Linked DNA regions of Anas platyrhynchos: region 2 is linked to region 1. Evidence: chromatin contacts called from public Hi-C data. All regions are on one chromosome and are shown on one strand. The core of a region is the stretch at or near the end of the contact, and the rest is flanking DNA. Distances in the headings are between cores, read along the strand shown. Region 1 overlaps TGFBR2 (transforming growth factor beta receptor 2). Region 2 overlaps LOC119715827 (a long non-coding RNA gene).

Region 1 (7,928 bases), core at 3,000-5,499:
CACCAGTGTAATCCGAAAGTGACCATACCAAAAAAAAAAAAAAAAAAAAAGGAAACCTGAGACTCAACAACCATCTAGACAGCCACAGAATAATTAGGGCCTCACAGCACACTGCGTGCAGGCTCTGAAAGGTCAAAGAGAGCAACTTCACACATGCATCCCTTCAGCAGAGAAAACAAATTTCAGCACTTTATCATGGAGAACGGTCATAGTGGAATCCCAGCTGTTGACAGGTTTAAGAAAATAGGAAATGAATCGTCAGCAAGCCAGTTTGTTTTTATTCTGTGTAGTAGCAGTCCCTTTCCCCTGCATGTCGGGAGGCACTCTATCAGCCTTCCCCGTTAGCGGACACCACGGTTGCACTTCCTAGGTGTGATAGTCACGGCCTGATTTCTGAGTAGCTGAAGCTGAATGGAAACAAGCCAAAGGCATGCATTTCTTAAATTCTGCTCTAAGCAGTTTTATCAGAAGAGATAAAATGAGACTCATGTCAGAGAAGTGAGGCTTGGTCATTGCGTTTGTCAATGCGGTATGTTGAGTGGTCTTACAGACAAAAGGAAAGCACAGGGGACATTTATAAAAGCCCAGGCAACCAAGACCAGCTAGCATTTCCATCAGGAGCAATATAACACTCCCTTTTTCATTCCAGTTGGGATGTTAAAATCATAGTCTAACACTTACTTAGGAAAGGCCATGTGAGTGGCTGTAATCAATCACTCCTCCAACCAGGAGCAACACATCTGCTGCCTGATGACTGTGGCAGAGCACAGCCCCTTCCTGGACCAGTGGTATCATTCCTTATGCAGCCAGCTGTAATGAGCAGGATTATTGAGGAGGGGTGCTTTAACTGGGGAGGAGAGCTGTGTTTTGAGGGACACCTGGATATCTGATGTTAGCAGGACTGAAAGGCCCTAGAAATTTCTAGGAGCTAGAGCTACAACCATCTTCTAACTAACATGTTGAGCTGGGAAGGAGAGGTTGTATTAGTGCTCATCTGCGTAGAATAGAAAAGTAATTGCAGAATTATTTTTCTTGTAATTGTAATTGAGCTAATAAAAGTGATCACGAGTTAATTGCAGTTGTTTTTTTCCACAAAGGCAAAACGAAGTCCAAACTGGTAATATACACGTGGTACTTTAGAAGATCCCAATTAACAAAGCAGAAAAGATCCTGAGCCAGATCATTTGGGGGAAAATAAAAAAAATAAGTAGAAGAAAATGCTTAATTAGGAACAGTGTGAGAACTTTCTGAGAATACTCAAAAGTCACGGTCTTCTGTGTGAAAAAAAAAATAGAGCAGTGTAGAGAACTGATTAGGGAAAGAGAAGAACAACAGGAAGGTCTGTGGTCAGCAAATTGAGGACAATAAGTTTTCTCAACAGCAAAAGGAAATCTAACTTAGTACCAATCCATTACAGCATACGAAAGAAAGATATGGCCTATGCTAACGCAAAGGCAGAAGCTGTCAGCAAATATTTCCGTTGTGTGTTTGGTAAGAGTCAAGTGACGCACATGTCATCGAGGTTGATGAAGGCCCCTATAAAGCAAAAGTCACTGGCACTTAAAGCAGGCCTCAGGCAGGGTTAGATGGCGTGGGGCCTTGACTGAATTTGGGGCAGAGCCACTCCTGTGGGCACAAACTGGCTGTGCCCTGGGAAGGGAGGCTTCAGGAGCACCTTCCAGGCACAGCTGACCAGCTGTAGGGCCAGCATCAGTGTGCCAGCATGGCCAGGGCGCCAGGGCAGGGAACCACCGGGGCTTGGGGTGCTCAGGGAGCCAGTTCGTGCCACCCACGCCCCCGAGTACAGGGCATCCTGCCAACTGGGGTGCCCTGTGCTGCACTTGCACATTTCTGGGGCATGTGCAGCGGGCTCCAGCAGGGCTCATTGGAGGCTCTGAGGCAGGAAATGGATGCCTGATAACACAGGCACAGGACATTTAATGAAGGTGGATTTAATTCCCTCCGCTTGAGTCCCTTCAGAGTTTCACGTTGCGCTGTCTGAAATTCAGTGACGCATTGGCTTCAGCAGGGCTGTGACAGTTTACAGCAGCTGAGGATCTGCTTTGAACTCCACAGAAGTTGCTCTTACTGTAATGGCTCTTCCATATTCATTTCCTTCCACTGCAGTCGTGTTTTTGTAATGAACTCATTATTCATCGTGATAAAATTCTGGAATGGATTTACATATTACATTTTTTCCCCCTTAATGAGATTTGTTGCACTATTGATTTCGAGTTAATGTTTAATATTTAATTTAATTTACTGCTTGTAATTTCAATGCCAGCAGAAAACTAATGCTATTTGTATACAGACAATAACGTTCTGCTATTAACATTGACATCAGTCAACATCACCAATTAGGTAAATTACGCAATTAATGCACTGTTGTGAAATGTTATTTTTTTAAATAAGAAGTTTAAGATAAATCCTACTTAATGGGCTTTTAGTGTCATAACGCAAAGCACACAATTTCCTGGCAAATACCTCATGTTTACAAAATGCATTACAAAGATGCAACTGGTTTTTGTTCCTGTAAACATGTGCATCAGCATCGAAATGAAGGTTAAATAGTTACATCTGTGAGTGACATGTGTTTAAGTGTTTGTGGGACTGCGGCCCGTATTTGCACATAGTTTTACTTAGTCTGCGGGGAATTCATAAAGGCTGATGTAGGGCCTGATACTGCAGGCAATCAGAATCTGTTCGAAAAGCCCATACAGAATTCAGGCACGCAAAGGGATGGATGGGTTGAGCAGGACATCATTATCCAGGCAGTCTGATCATATCGATTGGAACAAAAACTGTTTGATTCCCTAACGCTGTTCCAAAGCATCATTTTTCTTATTATGAAGTATCAGAATATACATCCAAGTATGACATTACCAGTGATGTAAGCTGCTGCAAGTACAGCAGTAGGGTGTTTTTCTAAAAAATATATTAAAAAAAAAAAAAAAAAAGCCAATGCCCCCAATACAGTGACAGCAGAGCCCACAAAGCACTTTGGGGACTGGTTCCGTCACCTCCAGCACGTACAAGTAACCCCCTGCACTTCGGAGGGCCTTAAAACAAACTCTCACAGATGCGGTTTGGCGGTGACTCAGACTGTCCCCATCACAGCTGCTCTCCCTGTGCTCTCTGTAGGGCATCCAGATGGTGTGTGAAACCCTGATCGAGTGCTGGGACCACGACCCCGAGGCCCGGCTGACGGCGCAGTGCGTCGCGGAGCGCTTCAGCGAGCTCAAGCACCACGACAAGCTCTCAGGAAGGAGCTGTTCGGAGGAGAAGATCCCCGAAGACGGCTCCATGACCACCGCCAAGTAGCGCGACCCCAAGAGCTCCGAAATGGAGAGAAGTCGCTCCTAAACCTTGGCGAAGGAAGAAGTCTCGATCAGTGCCTTGACTTGCTTCCTGGAGGACTGAGGCTGTCACTACTCCCTTTAAGCTGTGGCTCTGGACAAGGAGATGTATTCAAGGGAGTTAAAAGCCAGGGAGCAGGTGTCATACCCTAGCGTTGGCTGTGCCGTGTCATGGGAGGAGCTATGTATGTATGTAGCACTTCCTCAGGAAATGAGATTTGAGAATAGCCAATAACATTATGCACTTTATTAATGCCTGTATATAACTATGAAATTGCTATTTTTATATATATATATACATATATATATAAAAAATGTGTGTATGTATGTGTATATATATATATATATATATATATATATATATAAACAGCCATGCTCTGAAGGAAAGAGTTTTAAAAATGCCTCCAGGAAATTACCTGTGCATTAGAGATCCCTCCCCATTTAGGGAAAGAACCTGGGGAGACTGGCACATCAGGACACTAGCAATTGTGCACTAAGCACTCTGCCAAAAAGATAGGAATAATAAGCAATAAGAAGATGGCTTTCGAAGGAGACACAATAAGCACCCAGCTGTGGCCCGGGAGCTCACAGTTGCAGGAGCAGTCTCACAGCAGAAAGGCAGATTTGGCTTTGCAGCTGTAGCTATGCAGTCCTGTCTGCTGCACATTTTAGAAGGTTCAGGGATGTCTTTGCCCTCTCGCCTTAACCCCAAAGTCCTCACAGCATCCCACAATGGGAGTGTGAGGATGTTTGCCCCCTCCCGTACGTGTGTTTTCATACAGAGGTCATTAGCGTTACATGTTTATTGCTTTCAATTCATGCTGCTTGCAAGCAGGTTGCAAAATATCAGCAGGATGAGATTTCCCCTCCTCCCTTCCCCACCCCCAAACCATACAAAACAAGACACGACCAGCAATAATCCAAGCAGATGTTTTATATTTGCTCTGCATTCTGAGCGCAGGCAGTACTCTTTTTTTTTTTTCCTCCCCTTTCCTTTTACCTTGATTGTGTTGCTGTAAGAACAAATACTTTTTCCATGTACAGCATGTCTAATTGCTTGACACACCATGGTCTGACTCTGTTCCACGCTTTCTAGAAAAAAGCGAGACAACACCCAGTGCCTTTATTTTTGCACAAGGACCTCAGAGCTGAGGGAAAGATCCATAACATCAGATTAATGTCATATCCTGCCCTCCACGCTGCTTGCATATAGGATAGCAGGGCTTCTGGTCTCCGACATGTTTAGGAAGACAGTTGGCATTACATTGGACTTATATAAATGACAGCAGCGTGTTTAATAAATGCTAACAATTTTATCTTCAGGACTTTTGCAGTGATTTTTCACTTTTTTTTCTTGCCCTTGGCATGTAAGCAGGCCTTGGAAACTAGAAATTCAGCCAGCACAGACCAGTCCTGTACAGCACTATATCCAGTGCAATTTATTAAACACCTTTGACAGATAAACATTGATATTTTTCTAGAAGACATTGCCAAATAAGTCAACAGGAATCATACTCATTTAAATAGGAGTTCAAACTTATGATGGAAAATATTTTATTTCAAGTGGTTTTGTTAGCTTTTGTTCCATTTAAACTAAACTACTCAGAAATATTTAAACAGAGCAGGGCAAAATCTCAGCGACTACAGTGGAATTCAGAGGATGCTGTGTCGAATTTTAGGGGGGAAGGGTGATTCTTTTTTTTTTTTTAATAAAAACAAGAAGTGAGGGAGCTGCAGGGCCGCTGCCATCTAGCGAGGTGCTGCCAGTGCCTGTGCAGGCCCAAAAGAAGGGTCAATACTGACATTTCTTTCTTTTTTTTTTTTTTTTTACTACTACATGTAAAGGATTTTTTTTAATTCTTTTAAGGCATACTTCACCTGTACATCATGTATGAAATAGGAATGTGAACAATATATACTCTTGTTTATCAAATGTTTCAAGCACTTAACTTGCTTTGTAAACAGTGGTGGTTTTTTATTATTTTTTGTTTTGTTTTGTATAAATCAAATGTTTATTGGAGCAAATAAAATAACACCATCTCAGGTTTGTCTTTCATCTCCAGGGCATCCACAGTTAGGAGAGGCCTCTTCCTAAAATGATCCTTAAAATAATTCAGGTCCATCCCTTCTCACCGGAGGCCTGAATGCCACGCTCAGCAAGTCCAGTGGCCTTTGAATGTCTCTCACTTTGCTGATGACTCCTTCCCCCATCGGGTCCTTCCCTTACACAGAGTAACACCAGAGAACAAATCCACACTGGCTGCCCCTGCAGTGTAAAACCTTTCCTGGTCTCAGGGGAGGGGGGAGAAGCAGGTTCACAGTCGATGATCTCTTGCTTCTAGCTCCCTCCTGGGTACAGATAAGGCCTTCGTTAAACCTCGGTCATTTTGGTGCTGGTATTAAAGTGAGCCAGAAGACAGCCCACTAAATCTGTGTCACGGGGAAGTGTATGATTAATGTGCTCGTGCTGCACAGCTTCTGCGCTCTCCTCACCTGGACGCCCCTCCCGCAGGGGACATGAACAGGGCACAAGCTCCACATGAACAAAGAGCGAGGCACATCCCTCGCCACCCCCCAGAAAACTGCCTTGGGTGTGCCTGAGGTTGAACCAAAGCCTGTGCACACAGCACAGCCTGACAGTGCTTGATTTAAGGCATCTGAGGCTTTCCAGGCATCACCCTTTTTTTCAGGGTGTATGTCTTGGTGCCAAAACTTCCACCACAAGCCACACTGGGCTGAATACATCCTGTTGAACCGAGATGTGGGGATCCTCAAGCAGGCACCCAGGTGCTGTTCATGAGGTGGGCAGCATCGCAGAGCAGCTAAGGCTGGCAGGGTGCTCACTGCTCCTGCTCGAAACAGGCCACTTAAGTTGCTCAACACCTTGTCAAACCTAGAGTGTCTTTGATTTCACTACCTTCCTGGACACTCAGTGCTTCAAACAGAGCAACACATATAGCTGATGTAAGGCAGGGTGCAGAGCACAGAGGTCAAGTCCACTCTAGAATGGGAAACACGGGGGCTTTCAGAAGAAGGCTTTGCCTAGGTGTGAGCCCACGCAGACAGCAGTCACCAGCTCTCCCTTCACACCACCTCCCCCCTGCCCCACATATGCCACCACACCATAAATCAAGCTGCACAGTGAGGACGCTCTGCAGAGAGAGGACAGCATGGTGGGGCCTGTGGGGATCGGTCAGGACAGGAGGTGCTGCCAACACCAGGCCTGCCATGGCTGCTCTGACAGAAAGGCCTGGTGGGGTGCCCTGGAGCCATCCCATCCTTCAGCAAACACAGGTACAAAACAGCTCGCAGCACCGATGGGCAGGCAAAGCCTCACTGCCCACACCGCTGCGTTTTCCAGCAGCGCCCTGCCAAGCCCTAGGCATGACCAGCATCACTGTGGTGGGCCCCGGTGTTCGGTGGTGTGCTGATGGCAGGAGCTGCCCCTTGTCGGTCCCCACCGCTGGCCGTGCGTTGTGCAAAGAGCTTCAAGCGCTGACATCCTGTTTACGCTGGAGTAAAGTCAAAGTCATTTTGGCATAACAAGGCAAGAGAGTGTTGCAAAAACAAATAAAAACCATATTAAGAAAATGTAGCAGGCAAACTACAGAGCCCTTTCAGTCTTGAAATGAAGTACACAATATCCCTAAAATAAAGTTCGTTATATACCTTTAATAGTTTTTTTTTCAATTAAGGCCTTTGCCCACCTTTCTTGTCCTAAACGTGCTATTCAACAGCCTTCTGTGAGCAGCTCTTAATTAGCATGTCAATCACCATTTTAGCACCAAGACACACAAGAAACTGCACTGCAGAAAGCAGCCCTTGGGTTTGGTAGTGACCCATGCAGTGGTCTGAAGTGGGATGGCAGAGTTCCCTGGCACAGACTGCCTCCATGTTACCAGTTTGCACAACTCCCAGTGCAATGGGGATTTCACCCCACCAGGCGATTTCCAATAGCTACTGGAAAAGACATAAACAATAAAAGAAGAAAAAAATCACGGCCTAGACCTAGCTCTTGCGGTGGGGAAAAAGAGCATCATTAAGGCATCGTTGTTCTGAATGCTCCTGGAAGCAAACTGTGCCATGTGTCCAGCACCTGCAGTACGGTCCTCTTGTCAAGCCAGCTGTGTTGGGACCCAAGGGCTTCCAAAAGGAACACTGCTAGGAACACTCACTCATTTATTTCCTGCTCCCTAGCTCCTTCTCCTGGCTTTTTTTTTTTTTTTTCCTACCACATTATGTGCGTAATAAAAAACTGCTTATGGCAATTTTTCCCTCCAGCCACAAAGAAGATGGAACAAAGTCTGCTTCAGACAGTCTGCCTGTGGCTCCTAAACACAGTTTGGCTGCATCCGTGCTGCTTATTACTTGGCTGACATTCATGCAAGAGGGTGCATACCATGTGCATGGTCAGAAGGCTCTTGCCTGAAGGTGCCAAAAATGCCGGTCTCGTTCTAGCAAACAGAGTAGGTATAAGACACACCCCTCACTGCACAACTTGGTGTCTCTTCAGGCACCTGTATCCTCCTGGGAGATTCACAGCATGACCCACAAGACCCAACTGGCCTGAAA
Region 2 (7,928 bases), core at 1,926-4,425, 70 kb before region 1:
TTATAGTTTGAGACAACTTCACAGCCTAAACTCAACATCTGACACATGTAATTAGTTCACAAAGTAGACTGAGTAAAGTCTTGCAGAAAATATGAGTATTTATGTATGACTGCCCATGTTTTTGGAATAGAGCCTGTCTTTGGTGCTATGTATTTTCTGACTTATACAATCAGATGAGCATTGCCAGCTGCATATCTACGTTATTAGAGTAGATACCGTAATGATTTCGATGTATGGTTTGGTCTACTTCCTGTATGTCACAATAGCAAGGAAAAGAGAAATAATTGTTCAAAACTGCCATTGTTCTAGATTAGTTGACTAAGTAGTCAGGCACATCCAGGACAGGCATTACTTGGGATAACCTTTTTCCTAGTCACAGGGATTATTGCTAGGGAGAATGGGCAGCCCAGAGAGTTTCAACAAGGTATTTGGTGTGAGTTGAACTAATAAGATTCACAGAAATACCTCAGCTTAAATTTCTACATATCTATCAGACTGAAGCACTGTTGCAGAGCAGACCCCATGAGGTTGAAGCCACATGTCTTCCTTTCTGCCATATATAGAGGAATTTGCACAAGAAATCTAAATTTGTAGAGGTAAAAAGAGCCTGGGAAGTTCAGAGGGTAGGAAAGAATAAATCAAATCAAGAAAGCTAAAGAACCTTAAGAACCTCTTAGAAGCCATGGATTAGAGAACTGCTCTGCCCTGACCCCTCAGACAGAAGCACCAGAGCTGGACAGACAGATACAGCTGTTGTCTACACTGTTGCTATAATTCTCATACTCTTTCAGAGATCGCTGGAGATTATGGCCATAAAGGGCTATTACATGATTTAGTCTGACCCAAGGGTTTTGTTTTGGTTTTGTTTCTATTTTTTAATTCTGACTCCAATAACTTGTGTTTAGTTGCAACATATCTTAATTTGAAGATGTCAAGAAATGTGCAATCCTCTACTGACTGAAACAGTTTGTCCAATTGTCTGTCAGCCTCACAACTTTTAAAAGAAAGTATCTAATTTCATAGGCATCTGGTTTAAGCTTCTGGTCAATGGTTATGAGTGATTTTGCCTGGTATTTTCTCGGTAAATAATGGAGACTTCTCAGTATTCTTCTATGTGTCTCTCTACTACTTGTGAAGGTGACGTTCCTCTAAGCTATTTAGTTGTATCCATGGAGACATTGCATTGGTTTCATTCTATTAATTCATATAAATTTTGCCTTTTGCTTAACATAGAAGATACACATACACACGCACAGTCACCATCCTTCTGTAGAGACCTTGGACTTTTGCTATGAGCATGGACTTTTTGGTTTGTCTCTCACCATTCATCTGGCCTTGTATCACCCTTTAGGATTTGTATTTTCATCATACTTTCATTTGCTTATGTATAGAAGCTAGCACAAATGTCCTGATCTCATCTGTGTGTCTTTGCAACAGTAAAAACTAATAATTGACAAGAAAGCCCTAATGATAAGAAAATGCCACTCGTCTTCAGTCCCTGCTGGTGGGAATATATGACCATTCCAGTGCTTTGTAAACTCTCCAAATCCAACCACTGGCCATACTTTCTCATTTACATATGATCACTTTTATTGGATATGGAAAACATCAACAAGAAAAGTAAGTTAAGAAAACAAACTAACGTGGCAAGTTGTTTACAGTTACCTATGTCATTCTTTCTATCTCCAGCTGTTCTAACTGATTAATCTTTTGAACTCTGCCACAAAATCTGCTGTGCTCCTTGTAGCAAGATAGTAATAACTATCACTATAGTTACTACCAGTACTTCTAAAACCAAAAAACTTAATGAAAAAGTAAAATGCAGATTTTCTTTCATGAGAAAGTTGAGTTATTTTGATTTTTTTTCATTCAAATCTGGAGAAAATTCTTCAGAGCACTCTGAAATTAAGCTTTAAGGTTTTTTTTTTCTGTTTATTTATCAATTCCATATTTTAGGGGAAAAATCTGGTGTGCAGAGGGAAGAGAAATGGCAGTAAAAAAAATAAAAAATCTTGAGAATGAGGAAAGGTGCATAGGGAATTAAATATTGTTACCTTTTAAAACATACAAAATATATATTTCTTTAAATTTCCTAAAGAAGTCTTCACCAAACCTCAGTCCTTTCTAATCTCATGGATGAGGGACCTTCCCCAGGAAATGTGGGACTAAACTGGTTGTTTCAATAGCTCCTGTTAGGGAAATCACAAAAAATGTTTCTTCTGCAACTTCCTCAGATCAGGGAAAACTACTGTATTTGCTACTTCCTTGTTTTCTTTTCTTTGTGGAACAGTAAGAGAGAGGAGTCATTTCTCAGGGTGGTCACAGCCAAATGAATACATGGATCCAATGGCCACAGCTCACACTGAAGGAAAACAACACTCCTGATCAGCTGATCAATATGAATTGTTTACTCTCCTGGCTTGAGAATTCTTCCTGTCCAGTAAGACTTCCAGTAATTTAGGATCATTGACATTAGAAATTGTAAAATCACCCAGAGGAAATAACAGTAAAATAATTATAGTCCCTGGGAAAAGGTTTAGTATTTGCTTTGGTATTAAGAGCCATGCCTTGTTTGTTGAGCCAAAGGAACGCTAATGGCTGCACCCTTACCAGAAAGGTTCACACTGAATCCTGACTGACCAAGGTTAAGTGAATTTGCAGATCTCTTTTTTAAAATGCTGATTGAAGCTTACAATTCCAAAACCTCTGAGAAACACAAGTGGTGTTGTTTTTTTCAAGCAAAGAGGTTGAACACCTTTGAATTTGCCCATATCTTATTCTTTCAAGCAGCTCAGACCCAGTCACTGGTGGAATTAACTGTACTAACCAAGTTACTAAAGGGCTTGAGCTTGAACACTAACCTTCTTACAAATACCAGTCCATTCTAAACAATGCATTTTTGCAGTGTTCTATCTGAACAAGTCATATGCATACAGCACATGTGATACCCTTGTCCTCCAAAGGAAGACCAGCTGGCACTGTTGCAAAAACTTGCTAACTCTGCTCAGCTGCATGTGTAAACTGGTAGTTCTTGCAGAACTGCTTATTGTCACTGGCGAGCCATTTCTTTCTAGTTCTCACCAGTAAAAATTGCTTTCCTGGCTTTAATCTCTCTGTGAAACCGTTGTAGGTAAGTCTGCTGCCACAGCAATCAAACAAAATATTGTACAGTGCCAAGACATTATGCTACGAGTGAATTCTCAGCACATAATTCTCCAAGAACATCTTTCCACCCAGTTAAAAAAGGGGTGGGACTTTTACTCTCATTTCCCTTGGTGGTTTCTCCAGCAATTCTCTCCCTAATTAAAGCAATCCCAGTGCAGATTATTTTGCCTGAATTTACTTGACTGAGAGAAATGATACATACCAAGAGTTTTAAAGCACATTCAGAATGTACCGAACAGGAAAGAAAAGAAATATGAAGTAAAATGCACGACAAGGTGTGGTTTGTGAAAGGGAAAATGAGCTAAATACCAGTTTGTTTCCAAATATCCAGCAGCAATAAGAACTTTAAAATCTTTTTTTTTTTCTTTATCCTTTTATTTTTAAGGTAGTGTAAGATCTTTCTATGAACAGTATGCATACTTATACCGAAGTATTTCCATCAGCTTGAACAATCTATTTGCAGTGGAAGATGTAAAGACACTAACTCTCCTAGAAAGGGTAATGTTTGAAGGACAAACTTCCCTGACTGGCAGGTCTCGCCTCTCCCTGTCTCCTGTGAGGCTGGGGTTGTTCTGCAGAGGTTGCCCACAGGGCTCATCTGATGACTCTGGAAGGGGTGCACAGCTGCTGTTTCTCTAAGGGGAGCAATTCAACATCATGCTTTCTTACAGAATTCAATTTTTCACTTAATTAAGGATTACTTCAGCTAGGCAGTGAATACACTAGTCCCTTGAATGACAAGGAGAGTCCTCGTACAGTGATAAATATTTACATCACTTGTGCATATGCTGTAATGAATCCATTTGCTGGACAAAAGCCTGGTGCATTTTACTATGTCACAGTGCTGGGGAATTTCTGGTTATAGAAAAGCTGATATGTGGAAAGAGTTAAAAAATATGACCTTTATTACAAAGGATTTCACTTTATCCAGGTAAATTTCTGCTTGCTTCCCATTTGCTGGAAATTATCCCATGTAAGTAATGAGCCCCAAAGTGCTGATGTATTGTGAGGCTGCCCCTTTCATAGATGTGGAAGTATTCAAAGTGTTTTATTTCCCAGAGACACAGCCACTTGGTAGCTTGTTCCTTGGCAAAAAGTGTGTGTGTAATGAAATCTTAAATGTCTTGCCTATACTCACATGGTAAGAGCAGCAGCAGAGCTGAGAAGTGACCGAAAATAACCACATGAACTTCTTCCTCTTTCCTTCCTTACACAGACCAGCCTACATGTGTTGTAGCTTGATGTGACAGGTGCTGCTGCAGATGCAAGTTTTAGCTAGGCCTCTTTTCTGATCTCAGAAGTTCGGTAGAATCTTTTTGCTTTTCTAGGCACTTATAAAACCAACTGTCTTTATTAGGTCTCTGAAACGAAACTCAGATATGTGAAGACTTACTGCATCCAACACCATGAAATGTCACACGGACTCTGAAGAGAAACCACTGGTGCATTTTAGAGGGTGGCAGCTGTCAGGGAGCACTGTACAACACTGTGGAGGAGTGCTAGGTTAGTAATGACAGGTAACTGTGACTGCTTAACAGTGACCACAGCCACCTCCTGCTGCTGATAGTGTTTCTTTCTACATGGCTGGAGAAACAGCTGTTTATACAAATAGTCTTTATCACACTTTTACCAGGAAGTGGCTTAGCATGTTTCTGAAACTGAGCATGTTCAAGTTGAGCTCATTTCATTTCAAGCCAAATGCTGTTTCTGTGCTGCTCAGTGAGCACAATCCATTCAATTTAATGTTGTTACAAACAAACAAAAAAAGATAACAAATACCATACGCTTAGAAAGGCTCTCTTTCCTAGAGCAAGATGTTTTCCAAAACCCTTTCCAAAACAGAACTAAGAGCAAAAAACTATTCTAAAACTTCCATGAGAGCCTGGGGAGTGCTATACTATATACATTACTGCCCTATCCTTCAGACCACTGATGTCCAAAGCCATTCCACACAACAGCAGCTTGGAACTTGGCTTTACAAAACAACAGAAACATAAAAATTGTTGCCTTGGAATGGCTCAGCTTGTTTCCCTATCTCAGTATTAAGTCTTTTGGAGGAAGAAACCCACCACCCCAGAAACAACTATTAGAATGCATGAGGTCAAAACAAACCAGGACTTTTTTTTTCCTTTTTTTTTTTAAATGTTTGTTGAGTTGATACTAAGCAGAAAAGGCCATGCATCTGATGAAATAAAATATGTTTAGAAAATTAAAATTTCTAGAGGTTTAGGGTGTCAGATTGGCAACTAAAAGTTAGGCATGTAAAAAATGCCTGAAAATTCCAGTTGACATTGATCTTACCTATATTTTACCTAAATGCCTCTTTTGACTGTGTGCCAAGAAAGCAAGACTCTACTGACTTCAATGGGACAAAGATCTAGCCATAAATTTTGTACATGTAAGAATTTTCAAAAATATCTAGGAATGGAGCTAAAACAGAACTATGGCCCCAGACCCCAAAGCTTTGAGGAAGTTTTGGTTGGAAGACAAGCTTTGCAGCTGGGCTTTGATCTGGATGAAGCAAACCCAAACCAAGGATGAGATCTCCTGTGAATGCTGACAAAAATTGTGTTTGGATCCAGATTCAGACTTTACAACTTGGGGCCCAACTCCTAAAATGGTATAGATGAAGGCCAGGAAAGGCTGCCTGCTGTACAAGCAGACAGAAAGCCCCCCACCAGCTGCATACTCTGAGCAGCCTCGCTGTCTGTGTACAATAGCATCAGCACGGCAGGGGTAAGCCCACAAGGAAGTCTCTGTGGTAAACTGGCTTGCAAAAGCTGAAAGCGATGTGCATCCTATGTAGCACAATAGCACAAGGTTGTTCTGTGGCTGCTGCAAAACAACCTCAAATTCCTGTCTAGGGCTGCAAATGCAGCTTCTGCAAAATATGTGTTACAGCTTTGAAAGCAAAATTCACACCGATTCCTGCTTGTCGCATATGGGCTTACACACACTATCAGCACCTACCAGTTCTCAGTTGTCACCACTTCTTTCACACCTGGAAGCTCGTTGCAGCCTATGATTGGCACCAACAGAGTTACAAGTAGCAGGTGGTGATGTTAGCATGCCTCAGATGAATCACATTTGATACTGCAGATATTTTCTTAGTAGTCATAACATGAACACTGCAAAGAGAATCTTTCCTCCTGAAAGACCATGTAGAAGAAAAGATAGAGTTATGAAGTACATCTAGTACATGCAGGTAGTAATTCTTCTGTCACACATGAGAAAAGGTGTCCACAGAGTAGTGCTATCCCCCATCTTGTCCCTTCATGTGCCACATGCAAAAGTCAACCGCAGAAATAAGACTAGAAATATACCCTTGTCTAAAAATCTGCTCAATGCTACAAGCAAAGGGACTATGCTTTTTTAAGTAACACCACTCACTCATGAGAAAAGAAACTTACTTGTTCCCATGGCTCTCTCTCCACTGTGCATTCTGGCTGAGAATATTTGAGCACTTCCCTGGGATTGGTGTGTCTCTTAGACTATGACAATCATTGGGTTTCCTTTGATTCTTGGGAAGCTCGTATGGTTCCCTGGAGAGAGCTGTGGTCTGTCTGTGTGAGTGGTGCAACGGTGATAACTTTTAGATTGGAGAGGCCTATTCCAAGGCTAAAATATAATAAAATAAAACAAAATAAAATAAAATTTGTTTAATCCCTCTAGTGGTTACACCCAACCATTGTATCCAGTTATGAGTCACACATACTGCTAGTTGGCTCTAATTCAGTGAGGTGAAGGTCTGCTCACCTACCTAGAACAGACAAAATGTTACCTTGCTCTCTTCACCACCTCCATGAGCCACCTGCCTTTGGTTGCGAATGAAGCCCCTAAAAAGGTATGGCATCTTTTGCCATGAGCTGGGTAGCAGGTATGCAAAAGGGCCAAGAAGGCAACAGATCTTGTCTCTGCTCTCCAGCTGTGTCATGCAACATGACTAAAGCTGGCAGCATTTCTCAAGGCACGTGGAGGGAATTTTGTGACTTCTAGGGAATGGTTTGTGTGACTGAAGGCTTCTGAAGCCTGTGTACTAAGTGATTGGGCTGACAGCCATATCTGGCTTAGTATGGAGAAGGGAGGGAACAATACTTGAGCTGTGTAAATTCGTTCTTTGTCAGATTCTTATTGTTCTCTCTACCACCCAAGAGTAGGAACAACATCAAAACTAATCAATAAACAGCAGCTAGATATCCAAGTACTTAAGAGTACAAGTCAACACTTACTCCGTGTTTTTGTGTGAAGAAAAGCACTGATGAAAAGCCTTCTGTCAGTGATTATAGGACTGGCACCAGAAGGCTTTAATCACAGTATTAACAGCAATTCAGGATTAAAAATAATGTTTACTTTTTAATTTCTCTTGCCCACTGCAACTAAATAGAAAAGAAATTAAACAACAACCTAACAGGTGTTTTAGATTGCTTTTTTTTTCTAATTTTTATTGCTGTTTTTGCTTGTTTGTTTGTTCTGTTATTAAGAAACTGTGAGAGAAATACCATGTAAAAGCTTCTGCAAGAGCCTTGGAGGATGAGCCACGTGGGATGAGCAGGGACACGTACCCCAGCATTCCTTCAAGGGGCACGGCAACCCAAAGCAAGTATGTCAAAGTCCTTCCAGCTGGGGCTGCTGCCCAGCAAGACGGGCAGAGGGCTGAGCAAGCAGTGGCAGCTGGCAGGAAATCAGAGAAGCCAGAAATAGCAGTGGGGAGGCTGAGAGAGAGGACCCAGGCAGTGGAAGGAGCAGGTGAGAGACCACACTGA

The links. A called contact is a pair of places that touch in the nucleus more often than the background predicts.
Region 2: a Hi-C map of skeletal muscle shows a contact between it and region 1, with 1.6 times the contacts expected there. The contact joins two enhancer-like sites. A contact is called at or near these places in 3 of 8 Hi-C or Micro-C datasets (skeletal muscle and subcutaneous adipose tissue).

The regions. Positions count from the first base shown.
Region 1 is chr2:117,031,197-117,039,124 of IASCAAS_PekinDuck_T2T, reverse strand. TGFBR2 (transforming growth factor beta receptor 2) reads left to right here. Exons shown (of 9, transcript XM_027451097.3): 9 at 3,142-5,399. The coding sequence ends at 3,321. Among named protein-coding and RNA genes, the nearest start is that of TGFBR2, 57 kb to the left of the region's middle. Within about 2 kb of position 4,249, at least 1 of the 8 cell types and tissues checked has an H3K27ac peak or open chromatin away from gene starts, as enhancers often do. A contact at or near this core is called in subcutaneous adipose tissue, where this site is marked.
Region 2 is chr2:117,100,553-117,108,480 of IASCAAS_PekinDuck_T2T, reverse strand. LOC119715827 (a long non-coding RNA gene) reads right to left here. Exons shown (of 4, transcript XR_005263256.1): 2 at 6,576-6,783; 3 at 6,136-6,314. Among named protein-coding and RNA genes, the nearest start is that of TGFBR2, 12 kb to the right of the region's middle. Within about 2 kb of position 3,175, at least 1 of the 8 cell types and tissues checked has an H3K27ac peak or open chromatin away from gene starts, as enhancers often do. A contact at or near this core is called in subcutaneous adipose tissue, where this site is marked.